2 separate regions of the Arachis hypogaea genome follow, and region 2 is linked to region 1. The links are chromatin contacts, called in public Hi-C maps. All regions are on one chromosome and are shown on one strand. The core of a region is the stretch at or near the end of the contact, and the rest is flanking DNA. Distances in the headings are between cores, read along the strand shown.

Region 1 (5,275 bases), core at 164-2,663:
CTCTTACCCTAAACATCTTCGTATCATATAGAATACCAAACGTAAAACCATATTCAATACCAAAGAAAACATCAAACTTCTGAACAAATAGAAATCAAAATGGGGCTAAGGTCTCTGTATTACCTGATCCTCCTTGAGGAAGAGGGTGATTTTGGTTCCTCCCACGAGTTGCTTCCGACTGGTATCCCTAGTCACAGTGAATAATCTACCAACCTTCCTTTTTGAAATGTACAGCACACATCAGCACTGTTAAGACGGCAATTTATTTAGGAATGAACGTGAATTCACATTTTTTAATTTAAGGGACGTAATTGGTCATTTACGAAAGTCAGAGACTTAATTGATGCATAGTTTAAATTTTGGGGACCAAATTGGGGATTTAATCAATAGGGAATGCTTAACCGTTGTTTAGAACATTATTTATTGATTCGTGAGTCAAAAATATTTGTTTACTAGTTGCATGTGCAATCATTATATAGAAACAACTTCAATAGAAGTTGGCGAGTTTACAAGAAGTATTTGCAAGCAAGAACAGTGGTCACTCCAATCCCCAAAGTAAGAGCCAAAGCCAGAACAAATTTTACATTTGACCTTTCTCCATCAGAGCCATCTTCCATCGATGATGATCCTATTGTGTCAGCGCAACAATTTACAAGTTTCTTCTCTGGCCACAGCAATCGCAAGTGCAAAACTTGAAGCTCAAGCAATCTCACCTGCTGCCTATACGCGAACAACTGCATAGCCTCCTCCACCAGAGCCACTGAAAGACCATCCCTTTCTTTCCTCAGAACTGCAGCCTTCTTCTCCGCTTCCCTGGCACGAGTCTGCGAAGCTCGCAGGGCCTTCAGAAGTTCAATTTTATCTCTATCATCGCCACCACCGTTTTCACCCCCATAAGTACCATAATGTCTTCCATCCCGTTGTTCTTCCTCTCCTTCTTTACCCACAGCATCACAGGCCCGATTCATCGGAAACACAATGGTCTCATCCGGTCCAACAAAAACCTTGGAAGGTGGGGGAAGATCACAGTTCTGCATAAGGTCAATCCCTGCATATTTGTGATGAGAAGAAACTGTGAAAGCCGTAATAATCTCTTTCCTTGTTCTTTGATCAATCTTCTTTTCTTGGCCCCCCATTAGAAAAAAATCCAATCTTGAAGAAGAGGAGGTTAAAGTGGGGGAAAGGGCAGTTACAGGGTTAATTTTTCTAAAATGTAACTGAAAATGGGAGAGTTTTGGGTATGAAAGGAAGGGGAAAAACATGCAGTTGCGTGGAAGGAAAAAGTAGTTGGGTTTGTGAAGTTGGTTGTTGAGAGGGAAAACTGAAAACTGGAAAAGTGTGAATCAAAAGCGACAGTAATTTTGTTAATTTTAGGAATTTGGATTGCTGTGCAAGTTTGCGTCATATTTTTGAGTTTGAAAAATTCGTTGCTTGCGCGTTTGGTCCATCTCCAATTATATGAAAATTGCAACTTGCCCTCACTCCTTGAAGGAAAAGATTCCTATGTTAATGTCTTGTGAATTACAGAATTTCTTAGATATTTGTATATGTAGTATTGTCAAGTGTATTATATTCAATTATTCACAACTAATGAAAAAAGACATGCGACTATCTTCTTGTCACTGTTGCAATAATTATTATTTTTTTCTATTAATTTGAGATACGCGAATCTTAATTTAGTTTTTAAAGTTTTAATTGTTTAATCTTTAAATTTTATGAACATAATTTATGTTAGTCTCTGAAATAATTTTTAATATATAAATATTAATAAAATGTTGACTTAAATGGTCAAATATTATGCTAAATTCTGTAAAATGATATCAACTTAGTTTTGGTATTCAAATAGCAAAAAAAAAAAAAAATATATCATAAATGATGTTTATTGAATTTTTTTTTCTAAAACAAATAATACAATATCATTTTACGACTATTTGAGTGCCAAAACAAAAATAGTATCATTTTATAAGTTACATCTAATGACTTATATCAGTGCTTTATTAACGTATTTATGTGTCAAAAATTATTCAAAAAATATGTGAATCACACCTGCAAAATTTTAGAATTAAATAAAGATAATTAAAATTTTAAAGATTAAATTAAAATTTATAAATTATTTCAAAAATCAAATTAAATATTAAATCTATTAATTATATAAAAATATGCTTAAGAATCCGAAACTTTCTCTATATTAATGCCACTATGCTTTTCCTTTATTATCGGTAAATACTCCTGTATTTTTTTTTAAACTAGAGGATAAATGACACTCTTTCGTATATTATTATATATATTTGTTTTACACACTTTTAATACATAAAATAATTATATAATTAATCAATCCAACATATTAAAAAGTTGGATAAAAATAAGGTTTTAAAATACATATTAAATATATTTTAAGATGATGTAAGTATTTCTCAAATTTTATAATTGCATAAGAATAAATTCTATGACAAGATACTTATTTAAAAAATTATTCAAATATGATATTTTAGATTAAAATTGTTAGAATATAATTAGGATCAATTAAGATCAATTAGTATTATTTAGTATATCTGAATATTTATTATAGGAGATTACGTCTTTATTATTTCGATTTTCTTAGCACCTATAAATATCATTCTATATTGTATCATTTTAGACAACTTGAATAGACAACTTGAATACTTACAAATCCTTCCTCCAGTTTAGTATATTGTTTATAACATGGTATCAGAGTCATGGTATCTTCCTTGAAGAGGATATGTTGTTTTTCTTGCGGTGAAATCACCGTAGTTTTTGCATTTTTTTTCTATGTCATTCTTCTTTCCCTTTTGTCACTCTTTTTATGCTTTTTCACCTCATCGACTAGCCTACTTTTTCTGTCTTGTGTTTTTTTTAGTCGAATGATCAAACACCATTGTCCTCCGCTGCTTACCTATTCTCATGAAGAAATCATATAGTTTTCACTCTCTTTCGGCAGTTCCGTTTGCGTTCTCTCGTGGCAGTTCTGTCCGCGTTCTCTCATGGCAGTTCTATCTGCGTTCTCTCGTGACAGTTTCGTTTGTGTTCTCTCATGGCAGTTCCGTCTGTGTTTTTTCGTGGCAGTTCTGTCTGCGTTTCGTCTGTGTTTCCTTGTGGTAGTTTCGTCTACGTTTCTTTCTGGCAGTTCCGTCTGCACTTCCTTCAGATAGCGGCAGTTCCGTCTGCGCTTCCTTCAGACTAGCGGCAGTTCCATCTGTACTTTCTTCTGGCAGTTCCGTCTGCACCCGTTTTATCAGTTTTTGTAGTTTTTTTTCTCTTTATTTCATTGTTTTAAATAGGTTTCAAACTCAAATTGTCACTTGAGTTTGAGGGGGGATGTTAGAATATAATTAGGATCAATTAAGATCAATTAGTATTATTTAGTATATTTGAATATTTATTATAGGAGATTACGTCTTTATTATTTCGATTCTCTTAGCACCTATAAATACCCTTCTATATTGGATCATTCTAGACAACTTAAATAAACAACTTGAATACTCACAAATCCTTCCTCCAGTTTAATCTCTTGTTTCTAACATGGTATCAGAGAAATTTATTTCAAAAGTACCATAATAATTTCCTTATCTTATTATATAGAACTTATTACATGAGTTAATTAGAGTTGACGCCAAAAATAATTTGTAGAGTACTAATTGATCAATAAGTTAGTTAGGCAGTTACAATATCTAGTTACAATATCTAGTCAACAATGCTATTAAGTATGTGAAAATTGGTAATTATTATAGGCGAATAGTGTAGTATATAAGTAAAGTTAGTTAGTGGTAATGTATGTGATTTGTTCTTATAAAGTTTATTTTTCATCTTTTTAAAAATTAGTAAAAAAAGTTTGGACAAATTTTCTCTTTTTTTTTCTCTTTTTTTCTTATCTATTTTTTATTCAATATTTCTGTGTTCTTAATTCTCTTCACTCTCAAAACTCATCTTTTTATATGGTGCGGTAAACATAGATAAAAAAATTAAAGGAATCACAAATACTATTGAGAATTTCCTCTCGAACATTGAATAGATCTAAAATTTTCTGAGAATTCGAACCAATGGAGGACATTCCTGCCTCATTTTGTTTAATCAATATCCAAATGATAACACATCTAGTGAACTGGATCAATTAGATGCAAGTGAATCAACCTAGAAATTCAGTTAATTCAGCACTGGATCCAATAAGTCCCTACTTCCTTCATCTTGGAAAAAGCCTAGGAACTCCATTAATTGCAATAGTTCTTAGAATAAGCAACTATCATGCATGGGAGAAAGCGATGCTACGAGTGCTTAGGTCGAACAACAAAATTTAGTTCGTAGATGAATCAATCAAGAAACCAGAAAAAAATGAACAATTGTATGAAGCATGGGAGTGTTGCAACACTTGTGTGACTTCATGGATCAACCGCTCGTTGAGCCTGGAGATTGCGCAGAGTATGTTATGGATAGATTCAGCGAGAGAACTGTAGAAAGAGCTACAATACAAGTATTATCAAAGTGATATTTTTAGAATTGTAGAATTAGGAAAAGAATTGTTTGCTATGAAACAAGGAGATCTTTCAATAACTATGTATTATACAAAATTGAAAGCACTTTAGAAAGAGTTGAACAGTTTTCAACTAATTTCGGTCTGTTCTCAATGTGATGATGATGATGATTGCAAGTGTGTATTGAACATAGTTAGAGGATACAAAGTAAGATCCTGTATAGTGAGGCTCCTTAGGGGTCTGAACAAACAGTTCTCAGCTGTGAGATCTCAAGTAATGTTGAAGAAGTCATTATCTGTGGTAGACAAAATTTTTTCCTTGCTTCTACAATAAGAAAGACAGATGAATGCAAGAAAACTAACAAAAGACAAAATTTGATGGCCAATTCTAATCTTAGAGGAAGAGGCTGGAAGGTACTTAATAACGCAAAGGAAAAGTGATGTTGTATTGATGAATCAGAATTTAATTACAAGGAATTTGGAGCTATATGAGTTGAAAGTATTACTTGAAGACAAGAAAAAGAACAATGAACAATGATTGGGACTAAGAAGAATTAAGTGAAGCAAGGAAAAGGAACGCAGCAAATTCTGATCTTGCGTGAGGACCTGGGTGAGAAGAAGAATTAATTAGAATAGAACAATGAATATTATGTAACCAGAATAGGGAGGAACAGAAGACAGAATAGCACCATACCAGGCTCTAGCTATCTTGCATAATCCTTCCATTTGGTATTTATGATGCGTCTTCTCATGCTTCTACGCACGTCTGCAGAAGATGGGTCAGCAGCC
Region 2 (4,826 bases), core at 1,999-4,498, 320 kb before region 1:
GATAAAAATATAAATATTCAATGAAAGATATTCCTATAATCCTACTAAATGATTCTATGACATGAAAGATATTCCTATAATCCCTTTTATTTTGTCACTATCATTCTTTTGCTTATAGGGCTGGCAATGGGTAAGGTAGGGTATGGTTTGGATTCTACCCTAATCCTACCCGCGAGTTGAAAATTTTTTTAAAATTCTACCCTACCCTACCCTACCCTACCCATGGGTTGAGAATTTCTCAACCTTAACCCTACCCGCACCCTAAAATTCTAAACCCTACCCTACCCGACCCTACCCGCAGAAAAATAAAAAAATTTCAAGCAAATATAAAATTCAACCATTCCAAATTTTATACATATTAATAAAATAGAAAATAAAAAACTAAGTTCAAATTAAAATTAAAAATAATAAAATCTTAAAGAAATCTAACATAAAATTACAAATAATATGATCATCAATTAGTTTAGTAGTTATTTCAAGTTTTTATAAGAGAAAGATTATGGATTCAACACTCACTTTCTTCATTATATATGTAACTTTTACACATATATTATATAATATATTAGGGGTGCGGGTAGGGTAGGGTAGGGTATACCCTGAATCCGTACCCTACCCTACCCGAACGGGTTGGTTCGGATTGGGTACCCGCGGGTAGGGTATTGATTGCCAGCCCTATTTGCTTATTGATATATAAATTGTACCAAAAATACCTTTTTTTTTTACTTTTAAAATATATTATCTTAAGAACATACAAAAAAAAAAGGAATGAATAAAATGAAACAGAAATAGTAGTAATAAGTATATATATAATTCAATTTCTATCATTCAAGTATTCATTATGATTATGTAACATTTTACATTTATGTGGATTCATAGAATATAGTTTGTGTCTTTATCATATCATGGTACACCATAAAAAATCACAAGACTATTTAATTTGTGTTATTGAAATTTGAAATCTAAAAACGAAAACTATAGAAAACGTAGTTTCAGTGTAATACAGATAATCTAGAAATCAGTTCTTGTGTTGCAACCTCCCACTCTCTGAACCAATATAGGGATCAACAATAACATTGATAACGGCCAGTTTTTGAGTCGAGAAAGATTCTGAAAGAACATACTTGAGTTCATCAGGTGTCCCAACAAAATAGTCCTTTCCACCAAAAGCTTCAATCAAAGCATGATAGCCTGCTTTCGGAACAAAGAAAGTTGGAGCAGGATCATCTTTGTGAGGTTCATTCATCTCTTTGGGGGTTCTCCGATCACCACCATATACACCTTCATTTTTGAAAACAATCACTACAGGTAACTGGTACTGAACCAATATCTGAATTGAAAAAAAAAAAAGATAAGACATATAAGGCAATATATATTTTCTCAAGTATTGACAAAAGATAAGGACAATAAGAACGAACAACAAGATTCAGGACAACAAGATTCGTTTATAATTTACCTTTACCACTATTCAGTACTCGCTAGTAACTAGTAAAAAACATCTCCTAGAACTTGAGATTTTGGGTTAATCCTATCTATCACAGAACAACTAGATATGGACAGAAACAAAAAAGAGTTCATGAAAGATCCTAATACTGGGCTCTGTCTGAACCAACACAGCCCTACTAACATCCATGGTGTTTGCATCCTTGGACACCACTCTCGGAGCCGGGCGTCTGACTCCAAGAATTGCAATCTATCTCAAGAATTAAAAACAATATAGTAATTGAATTGAGAGAATCACCGGGGTGAGAAACATTTTTGCTTCGAAACACTAGGTACTCAATGTGAATATAACAGAACCATAATGCCTACAATTAATACAGTTACACGGCATAAAAAAAATTTGAGGAAGTCATACTTTAGTGCTTCCAAATACATTTGTAACTAGTTCAAAATCTTTCCAAGGAATTACGCAATTACAGTGAATAGATTATCAATGCCAAAAAATAAAACACAACTATGGAGACATGAATGACTTGACACAAAAAAAATAGCAGCACACAGAAATTCAAAATCTTATACATTTAACAACCAAAACGAAATAAAAATGAAGAAACTAACTCACCTATTCTAGCAGATCGAGTGTGCAGGCAGCAAGGCGAGGCAAGGTGCGGCGAGGTGAGGCGAGGCAAGGTGCGGCGAGGTGAGGCGAGGCACGCCAAGTGGCGGACAAGACTTCGACAGATCAATCAGTGCAGATCCTCAGAGACCGATGGACCAACGGACGTTATAGATGAAGATGACGGATCGACGGCTGTGGATTAAGACGACAGGCCGACGGATGAGAACGCACCGCACACGATTTTCAGGGAGGAAATTAGGGGTTGGTTAGGGTTTTTTTTCCTTTGGGACAAAATGCCAAGGAATTTTTGGGTATTTTGAAGAAATAGAATATGTCCAATTAGTATACCTAATCCAAAGAAGACGTTATTCTCACGGTAGAGACTTAATTAAAAAAAATTAATGTATAGGGACCCAATTGAAAAGAAAAAAAGTATAGGGATCTAATTAAAAATTTGATGAAACTATAAGGATCAGCAAAATAATTAAACCTTTTTAAAATTTCAAATGCCTTTTTGTCATTATTTTGGATTATAAAAAATGATAGTCGGAGTGTACTATGTTCCCATTTATGAACTTGCCAATTCATAATTGTTGCTATCGATTTGTTTTGATCATTTGGTTATTAGGAAAAAATTCATATTTATTTTGATGGTGGCAGATGAAGGGCAAGTCCTCTTGTAGACTGTAGTAGTGGTTGTGGTTGGCCATGAAGGAGAGTAGACCATAGCACGACGGTGGAAGAAAAAAAGGAAATGAATTTGACAACAAAAATTCAAATTGGGACAAATACTATGCTTAAGGTATTTGGAGGATGTGTATAAAAGATTGAAAGTTGAAAAAATATGTCACAAAAAATAAGTGTTTCACTGTATGGATTATTAATGAAAACTACTGCAATGGAAATATAATGGGGTGGTGCAGTGGGTAGTAACTTAGAAGAGAAAGAATATAAGATAAATTAGTAATTTTATAAAAAGTTAACGATTGACTTAATTTTAAAGTCACTTTGTCATACCAAACATATACTTGAGGGTTTATTTTGTCCAAAAAAAAAAATTTGTTTTATTAAAATCAGAATTTTCCAGCTGCTAAAATAGTTATTTTTTTTTTTAAATGTGTAAAAACGATGTAAACCCTCTGGACATAATATCACTCTGCACTTCATGGAAAAGTTCGGAAGTTAGTGGAGTCCTATCAATGGGCCTGGGCCTTTCAACTCTAGCTATTTTGTATATTAGGCCTTATCTTAATGTTCCTACCACCAAAAAGGTGCATTCTTTGTGGGCTCAACTTATATAAGGGCTGGGCATTTCTTAATTCATAAAATCCAATACCCCTCCCCATCTCAAAGGTCTCAGGTTCGAGCTGCAACCGAAAAGAAAAAATTGATAAGTATATGAGGACTGAGGAGTGTGTGGGTGTGTATTGTGTACTTAGAATTGGGAGTTGTCTAATCCACCGAACAAAAAAAATCCAATATTCCTATATATATGACAAATGGAGATTGTGTTAAAACACTAACAAAAATAAATTAAAATAAAAACTAAAAGAACTAACAATTCTTATATTTTCGCTCCAAATAATATTCTCCATTTGAAAATATTTAGAATGTAGAGTAAACTATTATTTTTAATAATATAAATTTAAGAGTTTAATTTTGATATACTGATAGTGTAAAACATTTTATTTAGTCGATCAATTATATATATCTGTTCTTTTATAATTATTTACGCAGGCAATATAAAATATACTTATTTTTGCTGACATGACATTACATAATTAAATACACATGTAAAATTGTTTTATACTGACAATGTATCAAAATTAAATTCATAAATTTAAATAATTAATTATAATAATGAAAGATATAAACTAACTCGATAATTATAAAAAATTAGGTTATTTTGACAAAATAAACTACTCAAAATGTTCTAACACAAAAACAATCTAACAAACTATCCGTTTTAGGTAATTTTGTTGAATGAATTCAAATTTTGATGAGTACCAAATTAATTTATATTTTTCATGGTTAAAACTAATAACTATATAAAAATGATGATAACGTTTTAAGCGAAAAATAAATAATATTATCATTACCATGGGATATCCTAAAAGAGTGAAGTCCAGTACTTGTTTGCATGTAATATTGTAATAACGCATACTGACGCATAAAAAGAGTAACTATCATGCATCTTAAGCTCTCAAGCTCAAGCAAAAGAGTCTTTAATTATGCTACAAAGTAGGTTTCCTTTATCAATCACGCTATATTTACACTAAAACATCAGCCATTAGTTTAGCCACACAGATAAAATATATATTAAAATATAAATACATAACATTTAATTTGGTAATTAATTAATTTTTTGTGTGTATATAATATTTTTATTTCTTGATATATAATCAGAAAAGAATAAATTCATGTTTGATCATCTGATTTTCTCTAAATAATTTATTTTCTTTAATATTTTTCTTATGTCTTTGTTTTGTTATATTCATCATCCTTGTTATATGCCCCAAGAGAGTACGCTGACTTATTCGAACTTATGCAGACTAGATTAGTTTTAGGTATGGAGGTTTCATTTGGATTTTCTTAGGATTGAGTAGATTTTTATAGTGGTCTCTGAAATTTGTATTATTATTTATCAATTTAGTTTTTTAGATTTTAATTTTATTATAGTAATTATTCAGATTGAGCTCTAGGCACCATAATGATCTTTGAACTTTTTCTGGTGTTGAATTAACTGTGTAGTAATGATGTGGCACTC

What was found. Hi-C and Micro-C count contacts between places; a contact is called where the count stands out from the background.
Region 2: a Hi-C map of an unstated tissue shows a contact between it and region 1, with 3 times the contacts expected there. The contact joins the enhancer-like site here to the promoter of LOC112783601 in region 1. A contact is called at or near these places in 2 of 8 Hi-C or Micro-C datasets (leaf and an unstated tissue).

The regions. Positions count from the first base shown.
Region 1 is chr20:18,022,131-18,027,405 of arahy.Tifrunner.gnm2.J5K5, reverse strand. LOC112783601 reads right to left here and starts at 1,413. Exons shown (of 4, transcript XM_072229221.1): 1 at 511-1,413; 2 at 124-246. The coding sequence starts at 1,262. The coding sequence ends at 192.
Region 2 is chr20:18,346,408-18,351,233 of arahy.Tifrunner.gnm2.J5K5, reverse strand. No RefSeq gene overlaps it. Among protein-coding and RNA genes, the nearest start is that of LOC140182987, 9.6 kb to the left of the region's middle. Within about 2 kb of position 3,248, at least 2 of the 3 cell types and tissues checked have open chromatin away from gene starts, as enhancers often do.